Regions from separate parts of the Gossypium hirsutum genome. Here region 2 is linked to region 1. The links are chromatin contacts, called in public Hi-C maps. All regions are on one chromosome and are shown on one strand. Each heading gives the region's core, a stretch centred on a gene start, on an enhancer-like site or on the middle of the called end of the contact. The rest is flanking DNA. Distances are from core to core; before and after follow the strand shown. Region 1 overlaps LOC121216750 (isochorismate synthase 2, chloroplastic). Region 2 holds the start of LOC107903992 (ethylene receptor).

What was found. Hi-C and Micro-C count contacts between places; a contact is called where the count stands out from the background.
Region 2: a contact with region 1 is called in a Hi-C map of callus, with 2.4 times the contacts expected there. The contact joins the promoter of LOC107903992 here to the enhancer-like site in region 1. A contact is called at or near these places in 2 of 34 Hi-C or Micro-C datasets (callus and leaf).

What each region holds. Positions count from the first base shown.
Region 1 is chrD05:53,222,489-53,226,138 of Gossypium_hirsutum_v2.1, reverse strand. LOC121216750 (isochorismate synthase 2, chloroplastic) reads left to right here. Exons shown (of 14, transcript XM_041092149.1): 10 at 1-29; 11 at 293-377; 12 at 774-871; 13 at 1,099-1,191; 14 at 1,428-1,676. The coding sequence ends at 1,445. Among protein-coding and RNA genes, the nearest start is that of LOC121216749, 2.9 kb to the right of the region's middle. Within about 2 kb of position 1,833, at least 2 of the 9 cell types and tissues checked have an H3K27ac peak or open chromatin away from gene starts, as enhancers often do.
Region 2 is chrD05:53,994,264-53,997,913 of Gossypium_hirsutum_v2.1, reverse strand. It overlaps LOC107903992 (ethylene receptor), which reads right to left and starts at 1,786. Exons shown (of 7, transcript XM_016830236.2): 1 at 1,630-1,786; 2 at 1-438. The coding sequence starts at 398.

The sequences.
Region 1 (3,650 bases), core at 584-3,083:
CTGGTAACCTGAGAAGGGAAGATGATGAGGTAATTTCATTATAAGTTTCATATGTCAAATAACGAGAACTCCATCAGAGCTCTAATAAATTTTTGTTGCATGATCTAATATGTCAGTCTGAATAAACTGTTTTATTAAAGTTCCATACTCTTAACTGTTGTTGATTCTAGAATGAGTAGTTAGCTGTAGTAGTCTCAATACATAGACTACTAATTTGTCAAAGATCTGGGCGGTAGTTTTCTCTATAGCTTTGCTGTTGTGATATATTTTGTGTTCCTACGTTCCTGTGCAGTTTGAAATCTTGTCTTCTCTCCACCCAACTCCAGCAGTTTGTGGACTTCCAAAAGAAGCTGCACGCCTCTTCATTTCAGAAACTGGTATGTGGTATCCTTACAGATTATATATACTGTTTTTGTTTGTTCTTCTACAGCCATGTTACTTAGGATAAGCGTGGGATAGGAGTATGTCTTCGACACAGATATACTCGACTTTTAAAAGTTTTTTCAAATATTTGGAGATTTCTAACCTTGCATCTCTATTTGAATATATAAACTGGACACGGATATCTAAGGAAATTGAAAACTCGGTTCTAAAGAAATGTTGAATTCCTCCTTAAGTTTGACAGCTTGACATCTTGTGCTCCATATGTTCATTGTTTAGTGATCTATGGAAAATGATCTGTCTAAAAACTTAGACTGCCAATTACCATTCTCTTACAGAACAAAACCGTTTGATGGCTGCTATACTCATTTCTTAAACTTTTCTGCCTTCAGAAATGTTTGACCGAGGGATGTATGCTGGACCAGTTGGTTGGTTTGGAGGAGGAGAAAGTGAGTTTGCAGTTGGTATAAGGTCAGCATTAGTGGAAATGGTGAGCTAATTAAATAATGACCTCTACTAAAGCATGCTTGACTTTTGAGTGAGCATTGAAGTATCATCAAAGCTTCATACTATTCCACATCAATGCTTTCCTTTTTCAATGACCTCCAGCTAGATTATCACCTTATTATACTTGTAGTGACTCAATTTAATCATTTTAAATTGTTGTAAGAAAGCTTTTATGCTGCCACCAAAATATTTGACAGTTTAAGTTGATAGGATTCCGGAGCATTGATATACGCCGGAGCTGGGATAGTAGAAGGCAGCAATCCCTCGTCAGAATGGGATGAACTAGAACTCAAGACATCTCAGGTGAGTGTAAACGGATTTTTGTCCTTGTGAATTTTATATCTTTGCTTCCACATGGATGCGACATCGAATGCTCATACATCTGATTTGTATGTCAAGCCGTGTTCTTTGGACTTGAGAGCGAGCATTCAATATGAGTATGTTTATTCTTTTTCCAAGCGTTTAGCATACTTTCATACTCATATTGAAATATAGCAATTAAGAGTCCGGGTAACATGGTATTTAACGTTTTTCTGTAGTGTATGCCTTCTAAGTGATTGTGGGAGTGCTTTTGATTCTGCATGCAGTGCACCAAGTTGCTTCAACCGGAGGTTCCTCGGCAATCAAAAGTTGAGAATTTGGAAATCATTTATTAACAGGGTTAGTGATTTAGGGAAGAAATATATGATTCAGTACGTCTGGAGATTTGGTTTCTTTTTGTTTATCAATTAACAAGTTTTTAAAATTTGTGTGAATAATTTAATTAAAGCACTTAAAGTTTGATTTTCTTTCGTAATATTTCATAAATAGTGTAATGACGTGTCAATTGGTAAGGTTCGATATTATCTTCTATAGATGCCCACCAACTCTTCAAAGATTTATCACCTAAAGGTGCACTTCCTTTGTTTAGAACCTAAGATCACCCCATATAGGAGTTCTATTTACAATCATGGTACACTAATTTTCTTGTGCTATGATTCGTACCCACGTGTCCATAAACCGGTATTATCTTCTTTAAGCGTCCATTAATCATTCAAGATTTTGTCACTTAAAAGTGCAGCTCCCCATGTTCGTACCCAAGACCTTAAACTAGATCAAAGGATAAAAAGTAACTCCTATATATAACTTAAGTGCATTTTTGAATCACAAATCGTTGAGAAGAAGTCGGTCGACATCCAAAAAGGATGATAACAACTTGTGCTCACAGACATCAGTGCAACAACCCAAATAAATATTAATACCTTGTTGTTGGATGACTTGTGGTAAATTGTGTTTAAAGTAGGGTAAAGTATATTGACAATTACTCAACTTAGATTAAAATAACAAAACAGTCATTGAACTTTGAAAAGTTACAACTCAACCACTAAATTTTAAAAAAATAACAAACCAGTTACTAACGTTATCAAAAAGTAACAAATTAGTCACCCAGTAACATTTTCTATTGTAGGCCTAACGGAACAAGTGACATGGCCAGTTAATTTGTCACGTTAGACATGAGGAGCTGAAGGGTTTCAATTTGGGGGAGGGGAATAAAGAGAGATTTTCTTAAAGGAAGTTGGAAACTTGAAATCTAAGATCTAAGATTGTAGTTGAAATGATTTTTTTAGCAGAGAATTTTGAATTTGAAATCCAATGAACCAATTGTCATTGGTAATACAATTATACATACAAGAAAAAGTGAATATAAACAATAGAGCGACAAATCTCAAGTAAAACCCTTTTCCCTTTCCCATACTTAAATGGGAAGCCCCAAAACAACTCATAGTAAAGTTAGTAATACATATTATAGCAATAATACCTTAATTAAAAGAGCCAATCAAAAGAGATGATAAAATAATCCTAAAAAGGAATCCTATAAGCAAACAACATGGTCAAGAAAGAGGCTTCTATCTTGGTTGGTCAAAACCAAAAGCCCCCATGAAATGAACAAAAAAAGAATAAGAAAACAATAGAGAAAAGCAAATGAAAAGGTGAGCAATGGCATACACCAAGCTGAAGTAGATTCTATTCAGCTATTAAGATTTGGAACTAAAGAGGGAATAAGAAAAGGAGAGGAAATGCGTCATAAGTCGGCAACTACTAAAAACACCCCAAAACAACAATTGAAAAGGAAACTTGAAATGTTTTATATGAGAATGTAGTGGTTAAAGTGCTAGAAACCGTAGGATTCAGGCTTAGATCTAGAGGTTTCGGTGTTGATTTTGAAAAATCTAAGGTGACTTTGGGGTTTACAAGTTCAAAAGGAATGTTGTTGTCAAACTTAGAAAGTTTCTAGGCTTACTGACAATCATAAACAGTGGTTGCTGCAATGGACGGCTAAAGCTACAGAGACAGAATCACGGCCGACATATCCTTTTCTTCTCTTATTCTTCTTCTGCCCAACCCAGCTAAGGTTCTTAAATTGGAGTCGTTTACACCTTGGGATGACAAGTCAGCTTTCCGTTACAGACGTAATGGAAAATGGTTACGGGTGACTGATTTATTATTTTTTTAAAGTTTAGTGACTGAGTTATAACTTTTCAAAGTTTAGTAACTATTTTATTATTTTAATTAAATTTGAGTGACTATTGGTGTACTTTTCCCTTAAAAATATCTTCTCTAAAAGCAGCTTTAAACCAGTTGAGAAGGCGTGAAAAGCAAGAGCAGTGAGCCTGATTGCATGTCCCAGGTTTTGATGTTATCACATGTTGCTTGTCAACCCTTTGGATTGGTCTCCCTGGTTGAATAAAGAAGGCACCATTTATCATATCATTCTCAAGGTC
Region 2 (3,650 bases), core at 537-3,036, 770 kb before region 1:
ATTTCTCTATCAAGCTCGGCAGCCTTATTCTTCAAAAACAACTCCCTAGTTTTTACACTCAATAGATCAGGAATGATATGTACAAGCATCAAGGCAGTTATGCACGATACAGCAGCAGTCAAAACTTTTGCAGTAGTCATTACTGATGCCACGGTTCTTGAATGCACCGTAAAAGTCCACAAGTTAATAAGATGAGTTGCACCACAAAGTACTATAAAAGCACCAAACTGCACGAGGACCCATCTATATGGAAAGACAGCAGATTTTTTGACGAAGTATATAAGCTCTAAGGGGATCGAGAAATAAGCAAGTGCAATGAAGAAATCAGAAATATATTGATATTTCATCAACAGGTCATCCGGAGGCCATTGTGGCTCGATACAGTTGCAAGACTCCATCCAATTGAATCACCAAAGCTCTTGCTGCTTCTTCACATACCTGATGGGACATGTATATTATTAACATTTCAAAAACCCACTTGGTTTACAACATAAAAACAAAGAGAGAATAAGAACATACAACATTGGCATTCTCCAAGAGGGAAATGCAATATGTAAGACCAGATGACACGATCATATTGAAACGAAAGAAGTACCTTTTATCTCATGAGATAGGATGGTGTATTTGATACCCCTTAGTTCCATGGGTTCTACCCTAAAAAGTTGCATTTAATCATATGTACACCAAATGCAACGCGATAAAATTTACGACTATATACTATTGTTAGTATCAGCCGCATCAATAAGATCCATATAATGCTACCAACTTTCCTCCCACTTTCTTGCTTACCAAACATGGTCTTTAAGCATAAACAATAAAGAAATTCGAAATTAAGCAAAATAGTTAAGTTTAAGCGGAGAAATAAAAGCACAACAAAGACACTTCACTAACATGCACTAAATTATCGATTAAACAATGAAAGACACGATGAATTCGCACAAAGGGAAATCATTTCTCATAATGTAAATTTTACAATAACAAATACTAAAAGAATTTAAAATAAAAGGTTCCATCCAACAAACAAAGAGAGGTAAAAAAAGAGGGGGGGAAAAAACAAGTAGAACCCACTAAAATCATGCATTCTACATAAATCACTAACAACAATTAATATACTAAAAAGCCATAACTAAGTGCCACAACCAGTTGAAACAATATAAAATGGAACTATATCTTGAAATGATAAAGCAATATATATAATTAAGCATTCAGCCTAAAACCAATTGGCAATAAAAGGAAAGGCTCAACTTTAATATAAGATTTAAACAAAAAAAATCATATTTATAGTAAATCAAAGCTAACTTTACACATATTATCCAATCCCTTTAACTTTTTTTAAAAAAAATCTTTTATTTAATTTGAGAAGAAAAAGCATTGACCTGAGAAATCCAGAGACAGGGAAAATGCAGGAAAAAAGACCAATTTAAAGGGCTTTTTTTTAAATAAATCAAATTTCCAAAAACAAAACTTACCCAAAAAAATCAATCAAGCTAGTAAAACTTCTTGAATGAACATAAAAAAAAATTCACCGACAATCAGATGCCCAAATTAATCCAAAAGAAAAAGGAAGGTAGAAAAATTAAGAAACATGAAAATAAATAAATTGGAAAGGAAAATTTAAGAGCAAATAACCTTGTTGATTTTCGTTTTGGGGCAGTTCAATTGCAAATACTTTCCATTCAGACAAGCTTTGACGATCTGTGTTATTTGGTGGGGGTTCGTTTGCCTTTGTTTTCCCTTCAATTTAGGGAGTGGAAAGTAGACACCAGAACCTAACATGCCTCATAACGATGATATTACCACACTGTGAGGCTTGTTTTCGTGACTGACGGCCTAATCAAGGCGGTTTCGAGTTACCATTACTCAATCTACGGTGGAGAGTAAATTGATCGTCACAGACGCGTAGCTTTATCAATCTTAGTTACAGGAATCCAACATGGATGACAGCTTGTATTTCTTCACTTCTACGTGTAAATATCACAAGACCATGGATAATCAGATGATTTTAAAAAAGGATTTAATTGTGCAAAAAGTCCTCAAATTTTTTCAGAAAAAGTAATTAAGTCCCTTTTTTTTTACACTCATTTGAGTACTTGAACTTTTAAAATGCATCAAAAAAGCTCTCAAATCTTTTCAAAAAAATCAATTCAGTCCTTATTTTTTCTCCCAATTGGGTACTTGAACTTTCAAAATGCATCAAAAAGACCCTCAATTTTTTTCAAAAAAATAATTAAGCCCCTGCTTTTATTAAAAATTAGAAAAAAAATTATAAAAAATTAATATCAATAAAAACTATAAATATTATTAAATTTTAATAAAAATTTTAAATATTAAAAATTAGAAAAAAAATATAAAAATCGTAAAAATATAAAAAAAATTGTAAAATTTTATAAATATCATAAAAATTATAAAAAATATATAGAAATACAAAATTTTATAAAGTCGTAAGAAAACTATATAAACTATCATACCAAAAGATACATTTTATAATTTTTCTATAACTTTTATTGATTTTTATTTTTTTATCATTTTTCGCCACATGTCACGCTGTGTGATGACTTTAATTGAAAAAAACTAGGGATCGTTGACTTTAACAATCAACAGTTAAAGTTAATTGTTAAAGGGATTTTTTGATGCATTTTATATTTTTTATGATATTTATAAAATTTTACAATTTTTAATTTTTTTACGATTTTTATAAAAAAAATTTTAATTTTTAATGAGAGCAAGAGCTTAATTACTTTATTGAAAAGAAAACTTTTCAGTGTCTTTTTTATGCATTTTGAAAATTCAAGTACTTAATTAAGTGGTTTAATTTTTTTTTGAAGAAGTTTGAAGGCCTTTTTGATGCATTTTGAAAGATCAAGTGCTTAATTGAGTGAAAAAAAGCTTAATTACATTTTTTAAAAATTTTGAAGACTTTTTACACTCTTAAACCTTTAAAAAATAAAAAACTAAAATAAATTTAATTTGTATTCAGTTTATTGTTTTAATAATATAAAAATTATATTTAAACTAATAATTCCATTACATGGCGTAATTGAAAATCATATATTAATGATTGAAAGATACCTTTTTTTCCTCATTCCAAGAAAAAAAAACCTTTTTCTGGTAATGAATACTTGTTTATTAACACTTCGACTTTTTATATAAAAATATATATAATAATAAATTTGGCCACTAATATTTATATATTTTGTCAAAATAGTTTTAATTGTATTTTTGAGCATATTTTTACCATTAACCTTTCTTTTTTCAATTTGTTTTTTTAACATATTTGTTAAAAGTACGGTTAAAAAAATTAACAGGATGATGTGAAATTTCAAATGTGAAATATTTTTAATAAGATATAATTTATTATTTAAATAACTCAATAAAATAATTACATATGGAAAATAATAAAATAAATAAATAATTCATGAAGTTAAAAAAATCTTAATTTAAAGAAAATAAACGTAATTATCTAAAAAAGGTTTCAAAAAAATATACACATCAGTATTTTCGGTTTGATTTATTAATTATCTTTTTGAAACATTTCAGTAAATAAACGTATGCATTCATTTTGAAACATTTTTTTAGATAATTATATTTATTTTCTTCAGTTAAGAGTTATTTTTTAATTTCATGTATGATTTATTTATTTTATTATTTTT